Regions from separate parts of the Mus musculus genome. Here all the other regions are linked to region 1. A link is a contact called in public Hi-C, HiChIP or PLAC-seq and promoter capture Hi-C data. All regions are on one chromosome and are shown on one strand. Each heading gives the region's core, a stretch centred on a gene start, on an enhancer-like site or on the middle of the called end of the contact. The rest is flanking DNA. Distances are from core to core; before and after follow the strand shown. Region 1 holds the start of Thrb (thyroid hormone receptor beta). Region 2 has its middle 26 kb from the start of Gm32121. Region 3 overlaps Thrb (thyroid hormone receptor beta). Region 4 overlaps Thrb (thyroid hormone receptor beta).

Region 1 (5,103 bases), core at 1,072-3,571:
GGCATTGGGGTCAGGGCAATGTTTTTTCTAATTTGTTCAGTTAAAATTTACCAGTGCCTATGGAGTACTAGGTATTCTTGCAAATGCTGGTAGAACAAGAGTGCAAAAAGATATGAACACTGTCGTCCTCCTGAACACCATGCTGTCATCTAGAATAGTCAGAATTCAGTGTTAAAGAGGAAATTCACAAGTATCAGAACAAAAGAACAGTTCTGACCATAGCTAGTATTGAGGGGAAAAACAGATCAAAAAGCAGAGGATCTTTCAGAGAGAACACAGGGAAAAAAAGCCTGCCTACTAAGAAGGTGGCATGTAACCTCCACAAGAGCAAGAGACTAAAGAAGCCAGTCACCTCTACTGATTTCCATAGAAAAGATAAGCTTACTACACAGTAAGTATAGAAGCTGTCTGGTAGCTCCAAGCATCCATTGCTGGATGGAACCAGCATCTACAAACAAGCAGGGAAGGAGCGGGCCTCAGCTTTCCCTTCCTAGGAATTGTTTAACAAGTCATCCTTTTCCAGAGGTGCTGGATTATAGGGAAGTTGCAGCTTGTTTCTTTTTAATACAAAATTTACCACAAAGAAGCTGGAAGGGGAGAAGTCAAATATTTATCCCCCTTCTAGTGCCAGTTACTTTATATAGCAATACCTCAATGCCAATGAGATTAAGCTTTTGCATTGTAATGCCAACAAGAACAGTTTCATTAAAAATTAGCAATTCTGAAGCAGTTCAGTACCATTTACCTTTACTCACAAAGTGAAGCAGATTTTTCTTTTCCAGTATATAATAAACAATTGGAATTTATTTAAAATATAGGATCCTAATAGTATCTATTTAACATGGGAAAGCAATAAGTTATTCTTCACTAATTTCTTCACATAAAATGGCTCAAGCAAATGCACTTTTTACTTAATATCTCTCCGGGTCAATTGAAGCACGGCCAATCAGCATGAAAACACTCTAAAATCTGCCCCTGTCCAAAATACTTCCCACGAAACACCTTTTCATTAATGGTACCAAGTTCATGACTTCTTTCAGAACGGGAAATAACAAGCTGAAGTGAATTAGGGAGATCAGTCATCCAGAATATTCAGAATGAATCACAGAACGTTTCTTTACCAAAAAGAAAATTTTATTCCTTTGCAACACAGTGAGGATATTTCATTACAGTATCATCAAACATGCTAAACCAGAGATAAATCATATAAAGAAACTCCCCAACGGGTCTACACTACTTAATACGGTCATCGTTAACTAAATTGCTTGCTGTGTTCTCCTTTTCATGCATTGAACAAAGAATGTTCAGTTTTAAACAGGTCTTTAAAAACTGATCACTAGTATCTAGGATCAACCACACTTGAAGAGGAGGAATTTATGCAATGTTATTTTCTGATTCGACAGTCTTTGAGTTCTTCATGTGTGTGCAAAGGGCAGAATGGGATAGCGAACCTGCCTGCCCAGGTATTCTTTTCTTTATTTGACTCACTATAGAAATGCTTAATAGACCCTTTAAAAACTTCCCATTTGGGGCAAATTATACAGTTAGCCTTTAATTAAAAACAAACAAACAAACAAACAAAAAACCAAAAACAACCCACGTATGCACACTCCGCCCCCTCCCTCTTAAAAACAAACCAGAAGGCTTTAAGAATTAGCTCCAATAATAATCCCACTGCAGTCACGGGAAATCTTCCTCCAAAATGACAACTAACCCTAACAATAGAAACCCTCCAAAGACGTCTTTCCCGGTCTTAGGGAGCACAGCTGACACCACCCGGATCGTCACAAACATGCAGAACCCAAAAGAAGCAAAGGAAAAGAGCGATTCTGGAGGGAGGGAGCCTGCGGAGCGGATGAGAGGCAGACTGGCACTGAGCAGCAGCTTATTCAGGACCTTTCTCCTTTCCAAAGCCTGGAGTTCCTGTGCAGGAGCCAAAAAGATGGGACACGAGACCCACAGTCCCTTTAAATCGCCCACCCCCGCGCCTGTCAGCCTCTTCCGAACCCCCATGCCCTACAACTTCCTCCTCATGGAAACTTCCACTGGGTTCGGAGCCCAGGACGTCAAACTCCATTTCACAAGGAGCTTGTCCCTAGTTGGGTTCTGGCTTCAGGTCCCTGCACCGGGTGCCCGAGCCCGAGAGGAGCCGGTCTCAGAGGCCAGCTTCAAGGACAGAGCGCGTCGCTGGCCACCCGCGCCCGGCCCGCAAGACCTGTAGACCTCCCCCCACGCCCGCCCACCCTGCCAAGTTACCAGAGCGCTGGAGCCTGGAGGTGGCGCCCCAAGGCGGCGTGCTGGCGAGCTGCGGCCGAGCAGCCGGTGGCCTCAGCTCTGGTGCTCGTATTAGCCATGCAAAGTTAATCCCGCCGCGTCACGCCGGCCGGCCGCCCGCCCAAGGCTGCGCCGTGCTCGGCCGAGCCGCAGTCTCCTCCCCGCTCCGCCCCCTCCGCCACGGGGTCCAGTACTGCGCGGGCTCCCGAGCGAGCCCTATTCCCTTGACCTGTCAACTCTCCTCCGGCGCCGACGCTGAGGGGCGCAGCGTGGGTCCCAGGACACCGGCGACCTCTCTGCCGCGACCTGCGCGGGCGGCGAGGTGCAGGGCCGGAGTCTCCGACTCCGGAGGACCCAGCGCGGTAGCCTTACTAGGGACTAGGGTGTCAGCTCCTCCGCCGCTGGCGAACCGCCGACCGTTCTTCCCCTCTGGTCCTCTAGCCTGTTCGATTCTCCCAGCAGCTGCGGCAGGCTCAGGCCACCCTGGCTCCGCCAGAGTATCAGAGACGAAATGGCTTCCGGGCTGTGCTCCCTGCCACTGCCCGAGCAACCCTCCACTCGAGTGCCCTGCGCACCTGCCGCTTATGTGCAAATGTCCCCCGCTACGACTCTGCGGTAACGGCGCCTTGTGCGCCACCCTCCCCCGGGGTCACGTAGCTGCGGGTCTGGTGGACACGCGTCCACCCACCCAACTGCAGGAGCGTGGAGGATCCATTTGAGCCATCATTCTTTTAGTTGAAGAGGTAGGAGTGTGACAGGGGGTGGGGTAGGGTATGAATGACAGGAGATAGAGGGGATCTCCAGGGGCACAACCCTCCTGAGTCGCCCGACAGGCGCGGCAGGTGTCACCGCGCTCCTCCTTCCGCCCCCAAACCACTTGTGGTGCGCTTGGAAACACGGGGCGCTCAGATCCTCCTGTGGCTCTGGACGCTCTGCTCCCCCACACCAATGGGCAATGCCTTGCTTGCCCTAAATGAGAAGTGCCCCCCCCCCCCAACACCTCACTGAGTGTGTTCCGGGTTGGTTCTACAAGTAGGGTTTAAAGGGACACCTCGTTATTTCGCCTCTGTCCTAGAAATATAAGTACAAAACCAGAAGACAAAAATAATCTCCACCCTGGAAGGGTTCTGCACTTGCAAGCATAGCGCTGAAATGTCCATACCTCAAGTTCCGAAGGTCAGGTTGGGAGAAAACAGCGGGCGACAGTGTGCTGTTCCAGATGACCCAGGCAGTCTTCCAGCTACGCCTTGGAGGTAGGTTTTATTGGAAAAACGCAGAGTGCTCAGAGAACTCGCAGCCAATGGGAAGTTAACAATTGCGACAAAACTACTTTGATTAAGGACCGAATACAATTATGTTCTTATGAACACTGTTAAAAAAAAATACCTTGAAAAATCTTTCTTCAACATACTCTTGTAACACGGTATAAAAGGGAATGATGTCTAGATCATTTTAAAGAGTTGTCTAGATTTCCCCACGGGTGATAAGGCCCCCCCGGGGGTGTTATTTGGGCAGTCCACAGGAAAGGAAAAAGAAGAAAGGCCAACACACCTCCTGTCACAGCATTAACAACTGTGGCGAGTCAGAAGCAGGACTCAGGAGAGAAAGCAGCTGCTAGAACGTTGCCTTTCCCCGCGGCCAGCACAGACTCGGCTGCCCTTTGAATTCTTTGTAAGAAATCCGTGTTTTATTCCTCACCCGGAATGAAGCTTCACTAAGAACTTGCCGGCTCTAGAGTGAAGGTTGTTTTGCAGGCGAGTTCCTGGGCTTTGCTCCAAAGCTGCCTTGGGAGGTTTTGGTTGGTTTGGAGGAAAGCTGCAGCTTCTCCTACCCAGTTCCTAACCAGACAGCCCCCTGGTGGCTGCAAGGAAAAGCCTGGCTTGGCCCAGGTCGGGGGGGGGGGGGGGGGGGGGGGAGACTTGTGAACAGCTCTGTAATAAGTTAGAAAGGGGAATTCAAGAGGCCCCTGGGAAACCCGGAATCCCTGGACGTTATACTTCTAGTATAATTCTGAGCTATGTTTTTTCTTAAATTCTTTCTGAAGAAAACCACATACTAAAAATGAACTATAACAACAACATCAAAAGATTACTTTTCTTTGTTCAGATGGTTTTGTCTGATTTCATTTTGCTTGGAAAGTTATGAAATGAGAATCAGTGAAAGTATTAAACGGCTTACAAGACTGGTTGTAACAGTGTTATATAATCGCAACGCTCCAACAGGAAATTTGGTAGGATTCTATTTGAATGGGTATTGAGAGAGCAGAGCTGGTGGGGTGGTGGTAAGGGGTTACCATAAGAATCTGTTACACAACACAGTGTCATGGGAATTCTCAGAGTCATGAGAACTCCTGGGAAAGCAAAAGATATCCTAACCTGGGAGCACAGGGTCTCAGGTGCCATCTTTGCTGGCTTGTGATGCACAGTTGCTTATTTTCAGAACCTAGGATCACAGTTCACCTACACCATCCTCCTGACCAGTCTATGAATTTCAAACTGATGATTCCAGTCAAGGAAGAAAGCCATCTGTTTGTTTCCTAAAGAACTATTAGGCAAGAAAGAGTATGAAACATGAAGCCCAACAAGAGCATGCATGGGTCACAGTGCAACTGGCCATAGATCTTTATTGAACATGGTAAAATGTGTTTTTAAAAATATTCTCTCTTAATTCCTGCATTTGTGAGCACTGCTTATCTTTTTAGCTTTCTTATATGACTACACTTTGTCCCTACCTACTGCGCCTGTGAATCAGAATCCAGTGGGAGAAATAAAGCACAAATTAGAATTGACCAGTTATCAAAGATGGTAGTTATGACAAGGAATGCCATGT
Region 2 (5,103 bases), core at 1,929-4,428, 230 kb after region 1:
TCTATTTATAGTTTGTACACTTATAACAGTGGCTCCTTCCTCCAGAGAACTTGAAATCTCTTCACACAGGAAAAGACTAGTTCATTTTTATAGACTCATACGAATGGATGAGTCAGGTGAGGAGGAAATGTTTATAAGATTTGTTGCTGGGAGTAATTTGAACTGTGTTGACCTGGCCCAAGAGATTTCAAAGGAGAAAAATTTCAGAATGTGGCATAAAGACTGTTTTGGTGGTATTTTGGTGAAGAATGTGGCTACTTTTTGAAAGCATGAATAACTACTATCTTCTCAAATGAATATATCTTCTCAAATGAATCTTTAGCTTTATTAATTTTTAATTATTAAGAAATTCACAAGTACATTCTTCCTCTATCGGCAAAAATCCTAGATCACTGTCACAACCAAATCTTATAAACATTTCCTCCTCACCTGACTCATCCATCTTATGAGTCTATAAAAATGGACTAGTCTTTTCCTGTGTGAAGAGATTTCAAGTTCTCTGGAGGAAGGAGCCACTGTTATAAGTGTACAGACTATAAATAGACTCTATCGAATTTTATCTGACACACAAATAGGTGCTCAAGTGGTGTATTTGAAATGAATATAAGCCTGAAAAACAGAATAATTAAATATTGCATATATCGCAACAAATAGAGCTGTACCAAGTAGCAGAAGCTAGTAATACCAATGACTCAGGAGGCTCGTCAGGGAAATAGGAAGTTCAAGACCAGTTGGGGATGCAGTCAGCCTGAAAAGTTATTGCACACAGGGACAGGGTAGAATATTTACATGCTTAGAGGTAGAATATTTACATGTTGGAACTCACTTTCTCTGACCACCATATATCTATTTACACCTTGTCTTTCCAATTCAACTCACAAACAGTTATGGATCACAAGTATCTCTTTCCAAAACTGTATCTCAGTGGGTTCCTCACAAATGCCTTGATGTAGGCAGCTGGCAAGCTTTCTCGGTAACCTAGTTGTAAAGCATTTGGGGTTGCAACATGGCTTTTCAAATTAAGCACTGAAGACCATTCTTTGTCCTATTTATAGTAGGGCTTATCCAATATCCCTGACTTTCACCCACTACATGCTAATGGCTCTCATGTTGCAATAGTTGAACAAGGTCCCATACATTGGCTAGGGCTCTTATGAGAGAACACAAAACAAAACAAAATAAAACAAAACAACAATAAAAACCACTCTTCCATGAAAAGTGTTGGTCACAGTGATGCTATAGTCTCTGCCCTGGCTGCTACTATATACTAGGTCCCCCCTTTTTTTTTTTTTTTTTTTGAGGCAGAACTTCATGTACATTTGGCTGGCCTGGAACCTGAATTTTGACTTGGTTGTCTTTAAACTCAAGGAGATCTGTCAGGCTCTGCCTCCTGAATGCTGGGACTAAAGGCCTTGTCTCCACATTCAGCTCCAAGATCCCTGATGAACACAGTTGTTCTATCAAGTGAGACTTGAAGACTCTCTACTTTCCTCTTTGGTGTCTAGAAATGTCTTGTTCTGGCATTGTAAAGAGAAAGTGTCCCACTGCTATCCATTGACAGTGAGTCTGCAATACTTTCTCTTTGAGAAGATGGCACGTGTATGCTTGGGAAGGAAGGGAGAACAGGTCAGAAGTCGCCTTCAAAGTTTTCAAAGATAACCTGTAATCTACTCCTTCGGGGAAAACTTCCCATCCCATTCTAGTAGGCCTGAATGGAAGTAGCACCCCTCCAAGCTTCCACATCATGAGAAGACCCCCACTAATCCCCAGGACATCTATCAAGCTGGAGCTAGACCCTCAGGTAAAATTCTCTGAGCTTAGCATAGAAAATAAGAGTTACCAAATCAAAGACCTTAGTAAACAATGAGTGGCCAGATGGATGAGTCATGTTTTCAATGGTGAGCTTGATCTGGTACCAAGCTATTTCTATTTGAAGAACAACTGTTGACCCTGCTCAGCAGGTACTGGCTTTTGATCTTTTTACTTGCAATACTACCAAATGCATTTTCTTTTCCCAGTGAACATCTGCTAACCATTAAGTATTTTCAAAAGTCACACCAATTTGAGCTGGAGAGTAACTACTGAAAGTGCTCTCTGTGTTAGCATAAAGACTGAGTATGGAGCCCCAACATCCTATTTGAGAACTAGGTATGGGACATGGAATGCCTTTGTGACCCCAGGGCTTTCTGGGTTAGGGGGACAGCAGAGGGAATAAGGGAGATTCTGGGGTTTGATGGCAAGGCAGTCTAAGCAACCGGTATGTTTCAGAATTAGTGAGAGACTATCTGGAAAGCTAAGTTGGGAAATCAGTTCAGGAACACACACACACACACACACACACACACGATACCAATTTAACAAAGGATATAGTTTAAGGATACTTTAAAGGTTTTTCTGAAACGCTTTCTGTCTCCCTCTGACTGATCTGGCATTGGTCTGTAGGCTGACATCAGGCTCGCAGCAATCCTCCTGCCTCATCTCCACACATTCTGTGATTAAAGTTATGTAGTAATCTGCTCAGTTGTTAATATTTTCTAAAAATTACTGTTTAATTTATATGGCAAACAAACATTTTCCATCAAGATTTCAGTTGAATTCTATCATAAATAGTGTTTCAGTTCTAGTCTGCTCTGTTCTATATCTCTCCTAGACTTTGAAGTAAAGATGGATCTTTAAAACCATATCCATTTACTTTGAAAATAGAACAGCAGCTTCCATTCATTCTAAACAGATGTACTGTGGGTGTAATGTGCAAAAGGTATCAGTCCTTACTCTAAAGAAAGACATTTCATTCACATCCGAGCTGAATACATAAGGCCCAAACCATTCTCTTCTCTGTGACTGTTTCACACAAATCATTTATTAGTCACATCTTTTACATAACAAATTACATCATGTATGTCTGTTAAGAAGAATTATAATTTAATTACATAAATTTGAAATGAAGGCAAAAAATTTCCCTGGTGTGTTCTATATTTATACTTGAACTTCTTTCCTCTCTGGAGTATACAGTCCTGCCTTGACCCTGGGGAACTGTGGCTTCATCTTCTGAAAACACTTCTCTATTTTTATACCCTCATTAAAAAAAAAAAAAGACAAAAAATAAACCCTCCAACCTACAACAGAATTCCAGATACATAGCAGTCTGAAATACATAGGCAGGCCTACTCTCTTAGAAGCAGAAAAATCATCATGCAACCTGGGTTCCACATTCTTGATTCTTGACTGATAATAACCTAGTTCCGTTTCCTGAAGGAAAAAAGGAAGCCCATTTATTATCGACAGAGGCACCCTACACAATCAATCCTTCTTTAATGTCTCTGAGAAACCAGAAAATGTTATTTATGGCAGTTAATTTATCAGCTAAAGCAATAATAACAGATTGCTTATAAATGGTGTCACCATGGGCTGATGTGGGAGTCAGGCAGAACCAAGGGACAAGTCCCCTCCGTGGCTTTATGTATACTATTGGACATAGGACCCGAAGATCAGCTACAAAGCTTTAGCTTCTTAATTTTTCTTAGGACAATAATCGTTTCACAAAGCAAATGAGCTTAGACAAACATGGCTATTGAAATCTAATTTGAAAATGCAAGAAATGCTTAAGAGGGCTAAATTTTTGGATGGTAATGTAGCATCCTAAATACTAAATTTAAAAAAGTGGTACAACTGGGAATTGTTTATAAAGATGCGTGAACCTTAGCATTTGATTGGTGATGTTTCACTGTATGAATGAATGACTAGTGATGAAGGATAATTGGCAGCTGGCATAAGTGCACCCTGCATGCTTACTTGGTTATATCCTGCTACATCTATTATGTCCAGAAATGCCCCGCATTTCTAGAGCAGCAACAATGTTATTTACTTGGTTTGCATGAGTAAATTATTAACAAACCACTCAAATGACATTTTGTTTTTGCTTTTCCTCACAGGTTCCTTCACCATCGTTTACTGGGCAAGAGAAGGGCGTTTAAACCTGGCAGCAAAACTTGCCAGATATGGAAGGTCACACTTCTCTAGGGAATCTAGAACGCTTGTTTCTCTCTTTAGATAAACCAAGAAAACTTGAAGCTATCTAGTCTCAAGAGCCAAAGCCAAGTCCACAAGAAGACACCTTAATGTTATTTTTTTTTAATCCATACTGAATTTTAATCCATACTGAATGCTCAGCCTTGTCTTTCCCAGCTATCCTCACTAAATTAACTTGCATAAATTTTCTCTCAGACCCAAACTTCCCTAAGTCATTGTTCCCCTTTTATGGCAGTGGTCTTAGAAACACACTTAGTGTACAGAAGACACCTGGAAGATAATAGGATTAGTATCTGTGGAAGATAATAGGATTAGTATCTGAGCATTGTCTGACTATGCACTAGAGAAGCAACGGCTGACAACAGTCTCTCACATTTATTCCTATGGTTGCTACCCCTAGGTAGAAACATTATCAATAACCTCTTAACAACATAGTAATTAGTCTAAAATGAAAGGCTTCCATTATGAGCCACATCTTCTGGGGTTCTGATCTTTGAATCCTCACTCTCTGCATTAAATACAGCTCACCCTGTAAGCTGAATCTACAAACTGTTGAATCAGAGATGAGCTGTATCAGATGTGAAATTAAGACGAAAAGGTCGAGAAGTCCTTAGGCTACATTTTAGGAGCCCTGAGCTCAGACATAAGAAGTCCACAAACTGTACAGAAAGATCATCAGGAGAGGCAGGATGCTAAGCCCTGAGATACCTGTCAAGAGACAAAGAGGTGATCCCAGCTTCCTGTTCATCTCTGGATCCCTATAACAAGCCCACACCCACCAAGATCCAGTTCTGACCACCTTCTTGCAGCAGTTGCTAATAGATCACAGCTCAACTATGACCAGCAAAAACATCAACACATTAAACAGAACTCTATTATTTAACCCCCAAATGGTACTCAGGATACTGCAAAATTTTTAAATGGTCACTTTGAGCGCAAACATTTGGAGTAGTTTGATATTTCATAATAAATAGCTAGAGGCAAGAGGGGAAAAACAGCTTTGCCTTCTGTTTTAAGCCCACATTGACTAACACTTTTCTCTGCCCACTCCTTGCCTACTTTAACTTTTGATTA
Region 3 (5,103 bases), core at 999-3,498, 190 kb before region 1:
CATGTATTACCACCAAACCCCCAGCCTCTATGGAATATTCCAGTCTTTCCCATAGATCTGGTAACTACTGAACACCTCTGAAAATACGTTACCAAGAATGATTATAGTTTTCCATCCTCAACCAAATTCAATATCTTATTTCAGAATAGGAAAATACCTTATTTTCCTTTTATGCTTCTCCAAAATTTTTTAAGTTTAGAAAATGCATCATTATACACTATATACATTTATTACAACTGATTCTTCTAGCTGCCAATAGAAAGGTTTGAAATTTGATATATATGTATATACATATGTGTGTGTATAAATACATACACACATACATACATACATACATACATGTATACTGTCTTTTTAAAGATTCAGATAGAGAATTGACAGTACATTTGTGGAACCATACCCTTATCAAGGGCATGCCAGAACTCCAAGCGGCTGGCCACTAATGTCCGTCCATGCCCTTCAGATGAACACACATTGCTTGACTCTCATTAACTGTAACAGCATTGAGAGCATTACAGGGCTAGATTGATGCTCACCTTGCTGTCCTCTGGGCTCAGATGACTTTGAGACATCTCTACATTCAGTCCAACCTCCAGGTTCCACAGGATAGAGGCTTTCCAGCCCAGTGAGCTTCTGGGAGGCCAGTTACGTCCTGTATTTGTGTAGCCGTGCTCTCCCAGTTACACTTTCTTGCAGTGAATTTCAGTTGTCCTGGCTTGCCAACACTGGACTGCTGTCATGACTGGTAGGACTGACCACAAGCTATTCCTCCCAGACAGCTAGCTCATAGCCCATGCTTCTCTCCAGGAGGGCCAGGGGCTCCCTCTCAGCGTTCTGGCCTGCTGCCGGAGGCCAGTATTGCAGCAAGCAGCCAGCAAAGCGTGTCGTAACCCAACCCCTTGTTGAAATGGGACTCCCAGCATCGGGAGGCTCCTGGGCAGCGAACACCTGACGTGCTACCTTATCCACAGCCATTAGAATGCTCACTATCCTCCTGGCCCAGCATGGCTATAATCATAATTGCTGAGTAAAATGGCTCTCTCCACTAATTATGCTACTTTTAGCCAGCCACGAGGGAAATAATAATTTGGCTTGAAACAAGTCTTCAGGTTCCTCATGGCTGGGAAGAGTCCTTGGGTTAAAGGTCATCAAGATAGAGGCTTGATAATTGTCAATGTAAATGTCAGGTGTTTGGCTTTTTAAATACTATTTTATTCTGGGAAAAAGCAGTGCTTTGGAAGTGGCCCCTGTTCCCTGTAAGCAAGCCTGGCAATGGCTTTAATTTGCTTTACTTCTGTCTTGAGCTAGTATGTTTCTGCTGTTGTGCCAGATCTGCGAGCTGCCTGCAGGCCAAGGCAGCGCCCCAAAAGGAACTCTCCCATCACCCTGATTTGTTTACTCCAGTGGAGATCTCTGCAGCTGTAGCAGAGTCATGACCATGGCTGCTAGTGAGTGATCCAAACTGGAGCTGACCAAGAGAGGCTGAGCAGAGGGTGCATAGAGCCAGGATGGCAAAGGCATCATTCCTATGACACAATGCCTTTGGATCTTCCAAAGGTGCTAGCATGCTTCACTCTCTCTCCTCTTTTCCATCTGTGACCTCTTCTCTCAGCCCCCTTTTTCCCTCCTTCTTCCCTTCCTCTTAATTCCTTCCTCCTCCATTTTTCTCTTTCAATCCCCACACCCCCCACTCACATGCTATACACAGTTCACTCTGTATTTTCCTCTCAAGCTTTCTGAAATGCTTGGTTTCCAGTCACCAAGCTTTGTTAATTTCCTCCCTCCTCCTTCTTTTTTTGGGGGAAGACTATGATGCTGATGTCCAGGCCAAATCTTTCTTGAAGGTGTTTCTTATATCTCTTATGTGTCTCTAGCCTCAGTTGCTTCCCACTAGGTCAAGGGAGTGTCCTACTTTTCAGCCTCCAAATGACTCTGTCCCAACCTGATCATGGCCCCTGCAGCCCTTCACAATGCAATTCTTCTGCCACCAGGCACACTGACAACTCTAAAACGTACTTTGCTTGAATACACATCCACACTCTTATTCCTGCTCACTCCTTTTATTTGGAAAGGCTGACCATGCTTCTCCTACCCTCATCCTACTGGCACAGGCAGAGCTGTTGCTTCCGAGCTCGTGTTAACGTTGTGTTATAACCACTACTCTCTCCGTCTCCTCAGATAGGCTCAGAGTTCCTAGGGCAAAGGTGTTGCTGATTTACCCACCTAGCAGTTGCACAACAGATAAGGTGCTGGGTAAACTTTGCTTCTTTGAATTTTACAAGTTGAAAGAGTCAGCATGGACAGAACCTCTCAAGAAGTGTAAACAACACATTGAGCCAAACCTGTGGCTGGAGCAATTGCTTAATCTCCTCGTCTTGGTTTCCCTACCCATAGAGCAGGAATCTATTGTCCATTTCTAGGAGCATCATGGGGCTTAATGAGTTGCTCTGTGACCATGCCACACACAACACAGCTGGAAATAGAGACTACTGCTACGTGAGTGTTGAATAAAACTGTAGCAATTCTGCTATCCCATGGCTGACTCTGTTGTGCTTGAGAGAAAAGGCTCTAGACACTATTTGGCCTGACTTGATTTAAATGAGTATATTCTTTACTAGATTGTATGTGTCTTAATCCTCCAGTTAGAAAGATGGATGCTAATGCCGTTCATGAAACTAAATTCCATAGGAGAGCTATGCATGGGCAGCCCTACTTGGGGCTGTTTGCACAGACTGGGTTGGTAGGTCTGGAAATCATATGGTTTAAAAAATAACCTAGATATGAAATAGCAATTATTGCATTACCACAGATAGGAAAGCACACACTGGTTACTGTTTAACAGAAAATGTGCTCAACTTCCAGAAAAGATGCTTGAAAGAAACTGAACACCATGCAAATTATCCTCAAAGAAGTTAAATTCTGTGGTTTACAGCAGTTAGGAGCATTCTAGATTCCTTCTGCCTGTAGATAAACAGAGATTCTTTGGGTTGAGCAGCCCACCGCCGTGACTAGCCCTGCACATGTGAATGGCCTCTCTGTATCATTTGCACATGCTCTCGACAGAGCCCCAGGCTCTAGCTGCCCTAGTCTACCTGGAAAAGCCCTGTGGAGACTCAGTTGGTAAGGCAGCTGACTCCTCTGATAGCCTTCCTCTCCCACTTGTAAAACCAAATCTAGAAAGATCTCTGGATCATACAGTAGATCTATTTCTAGTACGGAATCTGCATCCAGATTTCCCCCTGGCTGTATCAGTCTGTAACTCTCATCTGCAGCAAGTCAGTGTGGTCCCCTTTCCTACATGCACTGTAGTGGTTTTTGTTTGTTTTGTCATTTGATTTCTTGCTTTTATCTATTCTGACTGGGGTAAGATAAAATTGCAATGTGCATTTCATTGACAGCTAAGGATGTTCAGCATTTAAAAAAATATTTCTTAGCCATTTGTATTTCATCTATCAAGTCTCTATCTAGTTGCATATTCTATTTTTAAATTGGTTTGGGGTTTTTGTGTGTGTGTGTTTAGATTTTTGAGTTCTTTGTATATTCTAGACATTAACCCTCTGACAGATGTATAACTGGTAGAGGGTCCCCCTACAACCCCTATTTTGTAGGCTGCCTCTTCACTTGAATAGTGGTATCTTTTGCTGTAAAACCTCTTTTTTTTTAATTTCATCAAGTCTTGTTTATCAGCTGTTGATCTTAATAAAGTAATCAACAGTCTTAGTCAGCTGTGAACTCAAGCAAGCTACAGCAATGACCGACCTGGCGAGATATGGCCACTAGTGCAATAACTGCATACATGTTATTAGAATAACTAACCAAGTGTTTCTAATTATATTTAAAGTGTGATCTACAAGGCAGAAGAACTCTTGCATGCCTGGCACCATTAACTGGGCTAGCCCACCATGGCTGGCTAGAAAGAGAAACCTAATACTGTTATTTTGGTAAAGTGGCATACCAAATAAACTACCCCTTAAGTTTTAATCTTCATATGCATAGATCAGTGCATCTCTTAGTCCTCATCAGAAAAACTCCTTTTTGCAACTAGACCCATAACTGGTTAACGTGCAAAGAATAAGAGGCTGTGGAGTACTCTGCTCTAAGCAGGATATTTATTATCCTTTTATTATCCTTCTGTCTCTAAGACTCAGATCATTGCAGAAAGATTGTGATTCAGAGCTGGTGGATATCTAAAGAAAAACAGTATGTTCCAGAAAATTCCATTGCTGCTTTGTGCATACAGATATGGTTGTGACTGTGTGTAGGAAATCAAGCCAGATAAAAACCTCAGCAAGGATTGAGAAGGATTCATGAAGTTCTTCCCCCATGTGAGAAGTTGTTGATAATTGATGGCTTCTGAGTGATAACGAATCAGATATCTTCGGGATGGGGCCCCAGAGAGAACCTATGTTCTACTAGACTGCCTCACATTTATCCAAACAGATACAACTAAATGGTCTTAGTGGGTTAACAAATGTCACAAGAGCTTGGGGAGGAAATGGTAACACATAGAAGATATAGAAGGAATTGAAGGGAAGGGAATGGAGAGTAGATTTGATCAAAACATGTTATACCCAGTTATAAAAAAATTCAAATAATAAAATATAACTAAAAATGACAAAGATCTCCTCACTCACTTCACAGGCTTTTGCAAGTAGACTCAAAGGCTTCTAACATATGTATTTCTATAAGCACTTGCTGTCCTGGTAATACTGCTGTGGCAGCTCCCTGTCTCTCTCAGAGCTATGAGCTGAGTTCTGCTTCAGTGAACTGCATACTTTACTCTCTAGGACTCAGAAGGTACTCAGCCAGTTTTTAGAGGACAGTATTATAGGCACAAATTTCTGTGTCTGTATATACCATGGCTCTGGGGCTCCTGTGGTTGAAATGGTAGCTCTTCCCTGCATGTGTCATCAGGACCATAATGATATGATGAGCCCCTAGGCTGAGGGGTCCACATTTGTTAAAACTAAAATGATTGGCAGTGGACACCTTGTGTTACACAGAGGCAATAGGATGCCTCAAAAGGCTCAGTAACTACTGCATATGTAGTAGTAGCACAAGCTAACAATTTAAAAGATGCTTTGTGAACTGTAGGTATGACTT
Region 4 (5,103 bases), core at 1,508-4,007, 160 kb before region 1:
CTGGTAAGAAGGACACATGCTCCACTATCTTCATAGCAGCCTTATTTATAATAGCCAGAAGCTGGAAAGAACCCAGATGCCCCTCAACAGAGGAATGGATACAGAAAATGTGGTACATCTACACAATGGAGTACTACTCAGCTATTAAAAAGAATGAATTTATGAAATTCCTAGCCAAATGGATGGACCTGGAGGGCATCATCCTGAGTGAGGTAACACATTCACAAAGGAACTCACACAATATGTACTCACTGATAAGTGGATATTAGCCCCAAACCTAGGATACCCAAGATATAAGATACAATTTGCTAAACACATGAAACTCAAGAAGAATGAAGACTGAAGTGTGGACACTATGCCCCTCCTTAGAATTGGGAACAAAACACCCATGGAAGGAGTTACAGAGACAAAGTTTGGAGCTGAGATGAAAGGATGGACCATGTAGAGACTGCCATATCCAGGGATCCACCCCATAATCAGCATCCAAACGCTGACACCATTGCATACACTAGCAAGATTTTGCTGAAAGGACCCAGATGTAGCTGTCTCTTGTGAGACTATGCCGGGGCCTAGCAAACACAGAAGTGGATGCTCACAGTCAGCTAATGGATGGATCACAGGGCTCCCAATGGAGGAGCTAGAGAAAGAACCCAAGGAGCTAAAGGGATCTGCAACCCTATAGGTGGAACAACAATATGAACTAACCAGTACCCCGGAGCTCTTGACTCTAGCTGCATATGTATCAAAAGATGGCCTAGTTGGCCATCACTGGAAAGAGAGGCCCATTGGACACGCAAACTTTATATGCCCCAGTACAGGGGAACACCAGGGCCAAAAAGGGGGAGTGGGTGGGTAGGGGAGTGGGGGTGGGTGGGTATGGGGGAATTTTGGTATAGCATTGGAAATGTAAATGAGCTAAATACCTAATAAAAAATGGAAAAAAATATTTCTTATTGTATGATATCTCCTCCCTTTGCTTTCTGTTTCCTTTCCCTCTTTCTTCCTACCTCTCTCTCCCCAGTGATTTACTCTTTTCTGCTCCCTGCTGGGCTAATGGCTCCTTTTGTATAGCTATGTCAAAATGCCTTATAGTTTTTAGAGAAATTCTTACACTTTGGCTTTCCTTCGTAAAACTTAGGTGGCACAGATTGTTTTTCTAATTTTTCTTTTTAAAGATAACTTTCACTCATATTCACTAACAAGAGACTTACTTTTGAAATGTTTCAAATACTTAAGACTGTAATAACAAATGCCACCCCTACTCACCCCTGCAGCTAACCTCCCACCACCCCTCACCCCTACACTAACCTTCCACTCTCCCTCACTCCTACACTAACCTTCCATCAACCCCTTACCCCTGCATTAACCTTCTACTCACCCCTACACTAATCTTCCACTCTCCCTCTCCCCTGTACTAACCTTCCATCCTCCCTCACCCCTGTACTAACCTCCCACCACCCCTTACCCCTGCATTAACCTTCCACTCACCCCTCACCCCTGCACTAACCTTCCATCCTCCCTCACACCTGTACTAACTTTCTATCCACTCCTCACCCTCACTAACCGTCCACCACCACCCCTGTTCAGTGAAGAATTGAGTTCTTTCTCCCTGAACCCCTCAATCCTATTTCCAACCACGTGACTTTTTGCTCCATGGAATTTCATCAGACATGATCATGCACAAGTTTGAGAAAGTTCTTGCTCTATTTAAGTGTCTCTCTGCTGTCCCATGATTATGTTGGGGGCATATCTGATTTGGCCTCTTCTAGAATAGCACAGTGAGAATGGCTCCATCAACTGTCTCCATAAAGCCACAATGGCAGAGTCACGCAGCTGCTGTTGTCCACAGCACCTCAAGAGCCCTGGATGGACTAAAAGACCTAGCCTGCTAATCTTTGAACCCAGGCACTCATAAATGCTAATTGTTTCAAGCTTCTGGATTTGGGGATAATTTGTTACTGACCAAGGAAGCCCACATGATATCACTGAGCACTGTTAATTAACAGGCTGATCTGTTGTACTAAGGAATGACCACCCAGAAGACAGTTTAAAACCTGATGATTAATTGAACAAATATTTGCCAAATGTCAGCTGGACCAGGAAAGATTTACCTGGGAATATAGAGATCGGCCAAGTTAATAGAAATATCATGCAGACACATGAAAATACAGGTGAAGGAAAACGCTTAAATCAAAAGATAGGAATTGCAGTATCTAGGAACTTAGCAATGGGAGCAAGCTTTTTAACTATTCAGGCAAGAATAAAGGAACGGAGGGCTGGCTATAGAACTTGGCAGATACAGGTACTTGTTGCCAAATCTGATAACCTAGGTTTTATCCCTGAAACCAACATGGTGAGAAAAAGAAATAACTATGAAATTATCCTCAGAGCAGTATACTGTGGCATGAATGCATACACAAACAAGTAAAGTAATGATGAGGGTGATGATTATGGTGGTGATGATGATGATGACTCTGATTGTAGGGTAGATACTGGGGTCAGGTTTGTGGTCCAGGCTTACTCAGTGGAAATAGAAGCTCTATGGGTCTGCCCCATTGTATCTGGAGCACAGAGGAGATGAAATTGTAATCACTGGAGGTAAAATCACTGGAAGACAGAGTGATGGAATCATCTTTGTTTCCTCTTCCTTCTGTTTCTTTCTCCTCCTCCCTGCAATGGTTGAGTCTAGAAGCTACACAAGCTCAGAAGGCTGCCTGTTGGAAAGAAGGGGAGGGCAAGGAAACAAGCTGGGGGTGGATAAGTGTGCAACTGTTGAGGATCTGCCAGGCTCACACAACGCCTCTTCAGTGCTGACTGTTGAAGCTATGAATACGGTGAAAAACCAGCTCAGGCTCAGCTAGAAAGTAGGGCAGGGCCCAGTCCAGGAGACCAGGGAGAGGACTGTGGACAGTGGCCCTTGTAGGGCAGAACACTGAGAATTCTTGAGGGACTGTTAGTGAGGCACTCTGATTTGGTAGGGCAAAGCTTAGAGGTACAGTAGGTAATGCTACAAAGGCAGAATAGGTGTCACTAGTTTGGGATTCTATCAGGAAGACTGGGTCTGTGTTCTGAGGTTAGAAGACACATAATGGCTTGGAGCAGGGAGTTCAGTTATCCAAAGTATGCATTTGGATTATTGCCCCCATCCAACATGAGGAAGACATGGATGTTAGATAAACTAACAAGTAGTAAGCATGGACTCAGGGGAGTTTCCAGTGCTCCTTAAATAATTTGTAGCGTCTTGTGCAGGCCTTCACTTTTCAGAGAGATGGTGCATGGATCTCACATAGATCATATGGACCTAATAACTCCTGACCCCATTAAAAAGTTTAAGCATAAGAATCAAGAGACGAATGGAGAAAACTTCCATTTTAATTCTTATAATAAGGATTGAAACCATGGGAGTAGTCATGGGAATGGATAGAAAAAAAATACAATGTTACAACACTTATAAGGAACGATCTAAACAAATGATTTAGAAAAACTCAACAGAAATCAAACAATCTCAAGAGAGGCTAGAAGCCTCAGCTCTGGGCTATAGCTATGTGCTGTCCTCTTTCCTCCCTCCACATGTTGAGGAGAGCAATCCATCTTTCTAAAGCATATTCATTATGCCTCCAAACGATGACACCATGGCATACACTAGCAAGCCTTTGTTGCAAGGACGGTGATATAGCTGTCCCTTGTGAGACTAGGCCGGGGCCTAGCAAACACAGAAGTGGATGCTCACAGTCAACTATTGGATGGATCACAGGGCCCCCAACGGAGGAGCTAGAGAAAGTATCCAAGGAGCTAAAGAGATCTGCAACCCTATCGGTGGAACAACATTGTGAACTAACCAGTACCCCAGAGCTCTTGACTCTAGCTGCATATGTATCAAAAGATGGCCTAGTCGGCCATCACTGGAAAGAGAGGCCCATTGGTCAGGCAAACTTTATATGCCCCAGTACAGGGGAACGCCAGGGCCAAAAAATGGGAATGGGTGGGTAGTGGGGGGGGGGGGGACTTTTGGGATAGCATTGGAAATGTAATTGAGGAAAATACGTAATAAAAAAAAGTTTCTAGGTGAACATGAGGTAAAAATGTGTTCCTCCTATGTTCAACACAGACATCACTAATCCAACAGGAGCTCTTCTTGCCCCTCCCATGTCTGACAGAGACATCAGTAATACAACACAAGCTCTTTTTCTGCTGCTAAGTTCAAACACAGACTGCACATTCTCCTGTTAGAACCTCGAGTAGCCAAGCTCAAGATGCGATTTATACCTCTGTGCTATGACTTTTCTGGGGGCACTTTGTATTTGCTTTGCTAGCTACCCTCTTATTTCAGAAGAATGAAGCATTGGTGACTGTTTATCCTTGACTGTATTACATACTCCAGTCTGCTGTGCAGATATGCGCTTATATCCATGTTATTGTACATGGGAGAACTAATTACATACAGTTTGGTCACTAGCTACCTTTTTACTCATGTTCATGATTCCTTACCTTAAGGATGTTTTTCTGAAAGTTGGAAAGACTAGAATCACCTTCAGTATAGAGACATAATAAACACAGTCAGGTCCACTTTTTTGTTTGTTTGTTTTAAAAAATGATTTTTCAGTTGATGAATGAGGTGACTGTTATTGTATACATCAATGTGAAGACTTTCACTGCTCCCCTCAACATCAAACTGAGAAGAATGGACTGTTCAATTCAGACAGAGGGCGCCAAGGTTTGTCAAGCCAGCCTTTGTACAACAGCTGACCGTGGCTGAAAACTGAAAGAAAGAAAGCAAACCCCCAGTCTCCACTCTCAAGACATCATCTCTCCTGCCAAGTAATTTACACCGTGTGGGGGCAAGCCCTTTGTTTTATCATCATTTATTGTTCCTTTTCCAGTAGCAATGGAATTATAGCCTTGGTTTACTGGCCTTTCTCTCAGGTAGAATTATACTATTCTCCCTCCTACCCTTTGTAACAAAGATGGCATTCAGCACTCAAGGGCCACCCTGGAGGATCTGTGATCAGAGTGTGGCAGGAAACCATTGCCTGATGAGCAGCAGGAGCAGAAGCCTGACCCTGGCTTGTCAGATTAGACACAAGAGAACGCTTTGTCAGGATT

What was found. Promoter capture Hi-C pulls out the DNA fragments that hold promoters and counts their contacts. Hi-C and Micro-C count contacts between places; a contact is called where the count stands out from the background. HiChIP or PLAC-seq counts read pairs in DNA pulled down with a chosen protein or histone mark.
Region 2: a contact with region 1 is called in an H3K4me3 HiChIP or PLAC-seq map of the 230-238 cell line, with 22 read pairs. The contact joins the enhancer-like site here to the promoter of Thrb in region 1. A contact is called at or near these places in 1 of 39 promoter capture datasets (stem cell-derived epiblast-like cells), 1 of 15 datasets of contacts at CTCF or cohesin (pro-B cells), 2 of 484 Hi-C or Micro-C datasets (cortical neurons and rod photoreceptor), 3 of 115 datasets of contacts at active chromatin or transcription factors (the 230-238 cell line and large pre-B cells) and 2 of 9 other capture datasets (embryonic stem cells and liver).
Region 3: a contact with region 1 is called in a promoter capture Hi-C map of liver, with 7 times the contacts expected there. The contact joins the enhancer-like site here to the promoter of Thrb in region 1. A contact is called at or near these places in 11 of 39 promoter capture datasets (the 3T3-L1 cell line, cranial neural crest, embryonic stem cells and 3 more), 5 of 484 Hi-C or Micro-C datasets (liver and nephron progenitors), 9 of 115 datasets of contacts at active chromatin or transcription factors (bone marrow-derived dendritic cells, bone marrow-derived macrophages, embryonic forebrain and 6 more) and 3 of 9 other capture datasets (adipose tissue, embryonic stem cells and pancreatic islet).
Region 4: a contact with region 1 is called in a Hi-C map of cerebral cortex, with 4 times the contacts expected there. The contact joins the enhancer-like site here to the promoter of Thrb in region 1. A contact is called at or near these places in 7 of 39 promoter capture datasets (3T3-L1-derived adipocytes, cranial neural crest, embryonic stem cells and 3 more), 9 of 484 Hi-C or Micro-C datasets (astrocytes, cerebellum, cerebral cortex and 5 more), 8 of 115 datasets of contacts at active chromatin or transcription factors (astrocytes, cardiomyocytes, hepatocytes and 4 more) and 3 of 9 other capture datasets (adipose tissue, liver and pancreatic islet).

Annotation. Positions count from the first base shown.
Region 1 is chr14:17,658,178-17,663,280 of GRCm38.p6, reverse strand. Thrb (thyroid hormone receptor beta) reads right to left here and starts at 2,321. Exons shown (of 10, transcript NM_001113417.1): 1 at 2,257-2,321. It overlaps LOC115488350 (serine/arginine repetitive matrix protein 1-like), which reads left to right and starts at 1,703. Exons shown (of 3, transcript XM_030248233.1): 1 at 1,703-2,049; 2 at 2,117-3,017; 3 at 3,350-3,365. The coding sequence starts at 1,703. The coding sequence ends at 2,993.
Region 2 is chr14:17,431,211-17,436,313 of GRCm38.p6, reverse strand. No RefSeq gene overlaps it. Among named protein-coding and RNA genes, the nearest start is that of Gm32121, 26 kb to the right of the region's middle. Within about 2 kb of position 3,178, at least 16 of the 459 cell types and tissues checked have an H3K27ac peak or open chromatin away from gene starts, as enhancers often do. A contact at or near this core is called in the 230-238 cell line, cortical neurons and pro-B cells, where this site is marked.
Region 3 is chr14:17,843,171-17,848,273 of GRCm38.p6, reverse strand. All of the region lies in intron 2 of Thrb (thyroid hormone receptor beta), which reads right to left. Among named protein-coding and RNA genes, the nearest start is that of Thrb, 180 kb to the right of the region's middle. Within about 2 kb of position 2,248, at least 23 of the 459 cell types and tissues checked have an H3K27ac peak or open chromatin away from gene starts, as enhancers often do. A contact at or near this core is called in hepatocytes, intestinal villus epithelium and liver, where this site is marked.
Region 4 is chr14:17,815,990-17,821,092 of GRCm38.p6, reverse strand. The region is part of intron 1 of Thrb (thyroid hormone receptor beta); the gene reads right to left. Among named protein-coding and RNA genes, the nearest start is that of Thrb, 160 kb to the right of the region's middle. Within about 2 kb of position 2,757, at least 20 of the 459 cell types and tissues checked have an H3K27ac peak or open chromatin away from gene starts, as enhancers often do. A contact at or near this core is called in cerebral cortex and cortical glia, where this site is marked.